Regions from separate parts of the Anas platyrhynchos genome. Here region 1 is linked to region 2. Evidence: chromatin contacts called from public Hi-C data. All regions are on one chromosome and are shown on one strand. The core of a region is the stretch at or near the end of the contact, and the rest is flanking DNA. Distances in the headings are between cores, read along the strand shown. Region 1 has its middle 24 kb from the start of GNS. Region 2 overlaps RASSF3 (Ras association domain family member 3).

Evidence for each region. A called contact is a pair of places that touch in the nucleus more often than the background predicts.
Region 1: a contact with region 2 is called in a Hi-C map of liver, with 4 times the contacts expected there. The contact joins two enhancer-like sites. A contact is called at or near these places in 3 of 8 Hi-C or Micro-C datasets (liver, skeletal muscle and subcutaneous adipose tissue).

Annotation. Positions count from the first base shown.
Region 1 is chr1:35,873,267-35,877,835 of IASCAAS_PekinDuck_T2T, forward strand. No RefSeq gene overlaps it. Among named protein-coding and RNA genes, the nearest start is that of GNS, 24 kb to the right of the region's middle. Within about 2 kb of position 2,180, at least 4 of the 8 cell types and tissues checked have an H3K27ac peak or open chromatin away from gene starts, as enhancers often do.
Region 2 is chr1:35,784,911-35,789,684 of IASCAAS_PekinDuck_T2T, forward strand. All of the region lies in intron 1 of RASSF3 (Ras association domain family member 3), which reads left to right. Among named protein-coding and RNA genes, the nearest start is that of RASSF3, 11 kb to the left of the region's middle. Within about 2 kb of position 2,546, at least 1 of the 8 cell types and tissues checked has an H3K27ac peak or open chromatin away from gene starts, as enhancers often do.

The DNA of each region.
Region 1 (4,569 bases), core at 930-3,429, 88 kb after region 2:
ATTAGTGCACCAGTAGATTTGATGACAGAGAAGTTCAGGCTTTTTTTTTTTTTTTTTTTTCCCCAGGCAAAATTATTGTATTGAACAGTGGCTCTCTCCATTGGGATAAACAGGTGCTTTCTGTATGCCAGTAATCCTAGACAATTCTTCAATTCTTTTAATCTAGCTCTGACAGCCGATACCTTGAGAATCTCTCCTCTCTGCTCATAACATTTTTCTGTATCTGTGAGCGAGCAGATGCCAGACATTTTTGCATCTGTTTATATCCTTTGGTATACGTGCTCATTGGACAAAGTTAGAGCTGGTGTTTTTTACTAATGTTGGGACAGGAAGGTAGCATAACTCTTATGGAGTATCTTTTAATGCCTGCTGCCAAGTAACAATGCACATTTTTAAACATGAACAAGGCTTGGCTGAAAAAGCAGGTCACATTTAAAGAAAATAATGTCTACCTCAGTTCAGCCTGTGTGAATTAAGGAGAAATCAGAGGAATGTTCCCACTGCTATTTCACAGCCCGGGCTCACCAGAAAGGAGCAGGATGCACCTGCGCTGTTTTTGGAAGGAGTGGCCTCATCCCTGCTGGTGTTTCTCCTTTGATACTCCACAGTAGTCGGGTATCAAACAGAAGTTTTTGGAGTTACAATACAACATCGTAAGATCTGCAGACTTTCTGCAATGTTTTTGCCTTGTTAATTTATAGACATTACAAGCAGAGGACAAAGCAGCTGCTAAGCAGTCGAAAGAGTGCCCAGTCCTTTAGTGCAAACTCACATGTTTTGGTATTTTTATGGTAGTTAAAAGGGGAAAAAGAAACAAAAAAAAAAAAAAAAAGAAAAAAAAGAAAAACATCACAATTTATTTTATTTATTTATTTGTTTGTTTGTTTATTTTCCTTAAGATTTTAATGTCCTAGGAGAAGGGTTATTTTCTTGTCTCAAATCAGTTGTTATGATGATTTTCTTTTATCTCCTGCCTATTCTGGCCAGCTGATAATGTTGCAGGATCCAAGGAGAAAAACAGTGATTGTGGGAGCTTTGCTAATGTTTTCACTGAATTTAATCGATAGCAGAAGAACATCTCTGTGGATGTGCAGTTCTGTCCTTGATGCCTTAGGTCACTGCTAACGCAGAAAAGTCTGAAGATAAGTTTTACATGTACCGTGTTTATTTAAAACAAACATGTGAGCAACTCGCATTTGTGCTAATCTCCAATTTGTTATTGCTCTTTCTGCTTTGTTCAAATATAAAAATATATAAAAAGTAAGACGTATGTTTTATTTGCCTCAGTCCCTTTCAAAAATTTAAAGAATTCTCAAAGATTTCTCATTTTTATTTATTTTTTTAATCTTTTGAAAATGATTGGCTGTGTGGAAGTTAAAAGGCCCAAAATGAGACCAAAAAGATTGATCCATTCAGAATGAGACCAGGGCTCAGCTGTTAACTTCTGGCAGCTGCCAGACGGTCGGTCAGCTTGTGTTACTGATGTGCTGCTGTCCCCTGCTCAACAAAGGGCCACGATGGGGGAAAATACGTGACGTGGGGCAGAGGGCATTGGGTCAGAAAAGTGCAGGGTGTCAAGTTTCACTAACTTCATTGCTCTCAGGGGAAAAAAAAAATGAAAAATCATTCACTACAAAAACAGTAAGCACCATGTGCCTGGCTTCTGTATTTCTAGCTGAGGACTGCTCTCATAGGATCTGGGGAACTGGGTCCCGCAGCTGAGGCAAAGCAGTTGGCTAAATCTTTCCTAAAAGCAGTTTTCTCCAATCTATTTCTTGGGGATATAAATGAAGCAGCAGGTAATCCTTATTGTTTTACTGAGTCAGTAATCCTACCAGGTCCTCAGCCACCTTTAAAGTTGTTTGGAAATGGAGTAGTGCTGAATATTGCTGAAGGTTGGAAGCAAATTGTTTCCTATGGAACTGAAGGAACAGACATGACTGCACAGACACTATAGTGTCACTTCCATTGCAAGTCACTTTAAGAGACTATTTAGGGATGCTTTTCAGGATCTGATTTATTCAAGGTGAATAGTTTATAGTGCTTTTCAGCCTTTGCATTTCAGGATCTGTGATTGCTCAATCTCCTGGTTTTACACGTCTTCCTACGTGTGTGTCAGGACCTCCAGACCATGAACCAACATGTGGCTGGCCCCATGGAGCCTGAATGGATTGGGATGGTAACATGATTGTGGTGGATCCTTAATTTGGCCTGTACAAAGTCAGTCCAGGGACAGGAGACAAAACACTCCTGTTATCAAGGAAAAAAAGTGATGCAACAGTCAACAGGAAATAGATTGAGCTTGGCTTTGGTTTGCATGATTATATTTATACATAATAGATATATTATCCTGTCCATTTTTGTGCCGGCAGCACCACGTGCCATGTCGCAGGGCAGACGAGTACCTTAACACGGCCTGGCGAGACCCTGCGGCCTTGGGCTGAAGTGAGCTCAGGGTGTGACTGCCCAAAGAAACTGTTGTGTCTGGATCCTTACAACGTGGTGCTCTCTGTGTGGTATCGTCCTACCAGCGTGCTCTTGTGCTGCAGTAAGAGCATGGCAGCAAACTGCCGGTGTGCCTGAAGGCATCTTTGCTGTTTAGTCATGCCCTTTGAATAAGAGTTTATCTGGAACGGACTGGCTGTAAAGCTGAAATTCAGTGAAGTCCCAGGCATAAAGTGCACACTGAGTCTTCTTTACTTACAGAGAGTTCTGGATAAAATTAAGCAAGAAAAGTCACGTGAAGGGAAATAAATTTAATAAGGGATGGGACTCAACATCCAGGTTACAAAAGGGGGGGGGTGGGGGGGGAAAGGACTAGCTGAAACCACGTATGGATATCTTGCTGCTTCTTAAAGCACTCAGACTTACATGTATGTTTGGGAGTGCCTCATGGCCACCTCATCCGCCATTTTGTCTCTCAGCCTGACAGGCGGGTGCTGGTACACAAAAGCCATTTCTTCCTCACGAGGCTTGTGTTTACGTAATTCAAAGCTGCCTGATCAAAAGTAAAACATCAGCTGGTTTCTTGCTTAACCAAACACTCGTGAGTGCTTCCCAGTTTGATTTGAAGAGGCTGTACTTGTTCACAGGCCTCAGCGCCCTGCTGGAGCAGGAGCTGCAGAACGATGGGTGTGGAGCTGAGGGCCTGGAGCCCCCGTGTTCCTCTGTCTGTGAGGGTGCTGTAGCTCACTGCTGTATGCTATGTACTCCTCCAGGTGCCCTGAGTTTACTGTTTTTACAAGGATGCCATCTCTGAGTCTGCTTTTAACTGATTTAGGTGAACACAACTTCCGAATAGTTCCTGTTCTAATTGAAACCTGGTGTTTTTGATAACCTCTTCTTTCAGAAAATATACAATGGAGGTAATAGAAAGAAACCATCTCGTCTTGGGCTACTAGCGATCCTCTAACAGGAACAGCAAGAACGGTGCTCGGTGGCTTGTACATCACAAATGGGATTGCACTGTTTCCTGTGAAGACTACATATTAATAGCAGAAAACAGCATATGTGGAATCATACAGCATGTTAAACTTTATTCTCCTCCTGGATACAAAGTACTATGTTAGTTTATACTATACATTTGTAATCAATTTGAAGATGTGTCTTATTTGTATTTCTCTATTTTCTTTCCTAAAATGTAAATGGAAGGTGTGCAGTTAACAGGGCTCCTGCTGGAAACTCAGACTAAAATACTTTTAGTTAAGTCTAGGTAGGGATGAACAGTTCTGTCTACTGCCAAAGATTTTTATACCTATTTACTTATTTCAGAAGTAATTTTGATGCTGTATAGCATTAACTATGTGTCACCTGAAGTCACATTTTTTTTAAAGCATGAAAAGTATGAAAGAACTTGCTATTTTTTTCATTTTGAAATGCAAGAGACATTGCTTGAACTTTATTGTTCAGCATGCCAGTATCCCAACACAAACTAACTTCAGTTTTTGTGGAATACTTGAGGATTGGTTAATTTTTTATATATTGAAACATAACAGCAGTTTTGCAGTAACACTGAGAACTCATTTCTAAAGCAGAAAAATCAGCACTAACAAAAATAGCCCACATTCACAAGCACTCATCCCTTTGTTTATAGAGACATATTTTCAACGCAGGTGAAGGACCCTTTACACAAAATAAGGGGAGTTTGCTATAGGAATCTAAATCTGCAAAGTCCTTCTTGCCAAGCAAGAGTCACACACCCTGTTGTGACTAAACATGTTACTTTTTTTTTTTTTTTTTCTAGGAGCCCTGCTACCTATTCCCCAGAACTTGTACAGGAAAAACTGAGGTTGGTGATGCAGTTGTATTCCATCAAGTACCTCTTAGTCCTCTTGTTTTTGGTGTGTGTTTGTTTTGTTTCTAAGAAAAAGAGTTTCTTTTGGCAGCTCGACTAGGTTCAAGTACCATCCACACCTTGAGCAACCTGGCACCAACTCTATTTTAAGATTAACGAGCTATTACAGGACCGACAACTTTAGACAGTCCAGTGGATATCATCATATGATTAAATGACAGCTTAATCTGAAGAGAATAACATCTAAAAACTGTGTATTAGCATTACCATCCTTT
Region 2 (4,774 bases), core at 1,296-3,795:
TTCCTTCCATGGGAGCTTGTTGAAGACAACAGGAAGAAAAAAGGATGACCAACTGCATGCATTAAACTCCACGCCTCCCTGAGATACATGCTTCAAGGTCCATTATCAGGCTCAGAATAGTGACTCATAACATCTGAAATAAAAGCTGTGGATTGGCCATTTATGTGGAGTAACAGTAATAAATTATTAGTGTGGAACTTCCTCTTTTAAAGAGATAACGTAACATTACAGCCTGATATATCAACACAGACTGCGCTGGGAGGCAGCATGCAGAACACACCCAGAGCAGAGCTGTGCTCAGTGTTGGAGGTGACCACTGCAAAACACTCGTTTTGCTGAACAAGCACAAACATTTTTTGCACTAAGCTTCACTTAGTCTGATGGGCTTGATTCAACTTTTCCCCTATTTCTCTCTGTGCCAGTTATACAAAGAAGAGTGAGTTAAATACCTCTGATCTGGTTGTGGGCTTGCAGCCCCTTGGCAGCACAGGTAGCTAGACGTAAGCCATGCTTTTCATTCCAGTTCTTGTTTTTTGGTCAAGTTTCTTCCAAAGAAAAGGAAAACCAAAAGAGTATGCTAATTTGAAAGTTAATTTTATGCCAGTTGGTTTTGGTGTTCATCAATAGAGGGCACTAGAGTAAATGGTTTCAAAAACAGTTACATTTTTGTTGAATCTTGCATAGAGAATAGAGAGATGAGAGTGTGTATTTATTTATTTATTTATTTATTTATTTATTTATTTATTTATTGTTGTGGAAGGTTTTTTTCTCCCCATTATCTTAGATCTTTAATGTTAGGAAGAGACTAGCAATCGCAGCAAGTGGAAATCACCAAACACCAGCATGACACATAGTGGAACTGCATGAATACTTTGAACCCTTTTTTTGCCTTTTTAAACAGTAATTCTTCAACTATTTTCCATCACTTTTTCAGCTCAGAGATGCATGCAGCCACGTGTTCCTGGGCCAGGTGCTCACTGAAGGTAAATTACTGCGATTTTCAGCGTGTGCTCTGAGAGAGCCACAGGAGGAAACCCAGCTGCTCGGGGCTGGTGTGCCTCGCCAGCCCCTGTATTCAGCAGGGAACTTCAGCAAGGGCTTTGGGCTGCTGGGTTTTATGAGCTTCATACGCAAGTTCTGGCTCTTCAGGGCCATGGCATCTTCACTGCCATTTTACCTCACAAACCTGTGCACGATAGGTGCACCTTCTGCTGCGGCATGCATCAAAAGCACTCTCTGAAGTCCATCAGGAAAGGCTAGACAAGGTGATATATCGAGATGCCTGCTGAGTTTTGTCCATGATCCCTTGTTTGAAGTTACTGTGTGGAAGAATTTGGCCTCCCCACCCCTAGCTGCTTTGGCAGTCAGAAATGTCAGTCCTGTCTGCCAGCAAGTGGTTATCTCTGGGATCTGTTAGTGTCAGTAGGAGCTCATCACATTCCCTTCTCATCTGCTGCAAAGCATGGATAAAATTGGCTGTGAAGCCAATAATGAAGTCTTTCCATTAATTAACGGGTTGAGGCTTCACCACGTCTCACAGTTTTCGTGTGCAGAGCTTTGGAAAACAATAGGCATCACCATGCAACAGGGAGTTGAAAAAAGCTACTGAATGTTAAGGTGTTTTTTGGCAGTATAACACAGTCCCTAGAAGGGGGCCTCAGAAAACAAGCCAGCCAGGTACATGGGGAGGATCAAGTTATGGGGTTGAAATGCCCCATTCTCAATTTCCTTGTTTCATGCTTGGTCCTCAAAGCTCACAGCAGAAGGAGTGTTATCTGCCCAAGGAGCTTGTTGCAAAAAGCTATTGCAAATTTCTGTTTTGACCCTTACCTTGATTGAAGGAAGTGAACATAATTCAGTCTTGTTTACAAACTTTTTTTATTTTATTTTATTTTATTTTATTTTATTTTATTTTATTTTATTTTATTTTATTTTATTTTATTTTATTATTTTTTTATTTATTTTTCTGGGTGGTCTGGCAAGCATGGGATGTTCTGTTGCTGCAGGAGTGCACAAAGACCATTATCAACCCAAAGCAGGCACAGGAGTCCCCAGGAGCACAAGCCTTTTTATAGGCTGATAATATGGGATCCCACCTTTGTGAAAGAGTCTGCAGTGACAAGTCCCAGCTGGAGCCTGCTGGCACGCACTAGAAGGAGGGAGAGAACATGAGACTGAGCTTGCCACGTTGATAAAAATAGGAATGTTTTTTGCATGCAGATTAAATTGACTTAATTCTTTGATAGCTCTAGAGTAAATCAATGGGATTTATATTCCTACATCGCTCACAGCCAGGTGCTCAAAGACATTTGAGCATCAAAGAGCCACTGTAGAATTTAGTAGCTCAAGATAGGTATTAACCCTACCGCACGCACACTTTTTACATGTATGAGGAATGTGCAATCCTCTCTCAATGGTCAGGGACTTTCTCTGTGACTGCTGCCAGCACACTCACCTGGCGAACAGTGGCCACTCCAAGATGCTTCATCCAGGCAAACTCCTCCATCCCAGTTCCTAAAGGGGCAGCTAGATGGCAATGTCTCCTGCCATTCCCTGGATGAGCTGCCCTGGCATGTCAGTCCTGGCTTCCCACCTGCCTGCCCCCTCCTAAAGGGGTGCCCATACCCACACAGTTTATCTGGACTGGTGTTGGAAATCTTAAATCTGAATCTTAAGCTGGTGAGTAATACAGCATTTGTGTGTGTGTGCAGCAGCCAAACCCCAGCTTGGTAAAACACACTTCATGGACAAAAAGATGGTGAGCATTTGGGCTGGGTTCTGCACCATTCTGTCAGTTAAAGCACCCGTCCTCTGCTGAGGTCCAAATATATGCAAATACACGATCTAGCAGGTCTGGGCCATGAGCAGGCTGCTAATTGTACCTCAGTCGCCATGAGAAGCTGCAAATAGAGCCGGTTGCAGGAGTTTATCCTGTTCCCAGGGCAGGTTTCCTCACCCCAATGGGGCTGTGATGGTTACAGATGGGGTGGCTGGCCTGACAGAGTCAGTTCTATCTGGTGCCTATGTAAATGCTTGGGTTTGCACAATGCTAGGATGTGGGGTGAAACACATTTGCAGCCACAAAGAAATGACAGCTGCTGGTATGGGGATCTTTGCAAAATTCATGTAAATGTGTGTCAAGCATTTCTTGTGAGTCAAAATCACAAGAACCTCCAGAGGTGCCTGTTTGGGCTTGGTGAGAGGGCAGGATGGGAACCAAACTTAAAGTACCTCTTAATAATTTCCTGTTAATATGATTCTCTGCTTAGGATCCAAAGAAATTATGTATATATATATATATATATATATATTTATTTTTTTTTTCCCTAAGAAATAAGGTTCTATTTCTAAGAAATAAGATCAATTTCTTGGTCCAAAGTAAGAAAGATGTAAATCAAAGAACAGTCTCAGATATGAATTTGAAGGAATACCTTTATTTTCAAATATCCATTAAACATTAGAAGCATCTTCTGTGTAGAATATAGATGTATCTTTTTTTTTTTTTCTTGTCATAGAAACCAATTAAACTGAGCATATTTTAAAGTGTCATGCCTGCATTTGATTTATACTGTAATATAAAACTTGTTCCTTGTAACCAGTACATCCTGTTTCATCCAGGATGATATTGGTACAGTCAGTAACTTGTCTCATTTTAGTTTTTGAGCGTGACTTTATCTGCTCAAGATGACTGTTCATTAAGTCAGCATTCATCATAAAGAGTTGTGTATTAGAGAATGAACTTTCATGGGCTAGTATTGACAAAGCTGCAATTCTTTAAAGTTACAGAGAGATCACTGCTTAACTCTCCTTGTTAAATCACTTATTTGCAATCACATTCCTTTGATTTTTAGCTTCAGTTTTAGGGTCTTACAACAAATAGCATTTTATAGACTATTATTTATCAGACATATTATTTAACTAGTAAAATGTGTGAATATATTAGATGCATTGATAGATGAGTGTTTGAGGAGCTTTTGTTTGTTTTTTACTGATGGAAGATTGTAATCCAAATGGTATTTGCCAGCTGTGTGAAAGAAAAAAAAAAAAAGGATTTTAGCAAAACTGAAGAAAAATGCATTTATATAAATGATTGAAATTCTAAATCTTGAAGCCTAGCTTTAGCACCAGCACTTTGAAAGCCTTTTTCCTGTGTTGTTTATATTCATGCTCGCTTTCTAATACCGTCAAGTGGGCTGCAACAGCTGTAGGAAGCAGGAATTGAATGAGAGAGAATGTCTGCTTTCCAGCAGCAGTGTTCATCTGCTTGAAGGAGGAGGCACATCTGGCTACATCTTCTGGTCTTAGTCAGCCCTCCTGGGCCACTCCAGTAACAAGATGGTTTCGCTGGCTTTCTAGAGGTTCTTGTAGTAGCAGGCTTCTTGGAGCATTGACCTAGGAGGCCAGTCAAGTCTGCTTCATGATCTTTCTGTGCCCAGGAATATGGCAGAGGATCCTCTCTGCGGGATGTGTGTATCCCACACAGGGCCTCATGGCCAGTAGCCACAGCCATGTACCTGTTGGAAGCGGAGTCTGCAGAGAAACAGTAGATTAGAAGAATTTACATGGCAAAGTGGTGCTTGTAGATGTGGGTGGATACAACTTGACGTGAATTTGGGAGATGGGGCTTTTGTGTACTGCAGTCTGAGTTGAGCCTTGCCTAGCTCCAGGACTGGGAAATGTGCAGAGATCCCTCAGGAAAAAAGGTGGTCAGAAATTCCCTGTCTCGTCCATAATTATTGTGATCCCTTAAAAATCACCCATATTACATTAATTG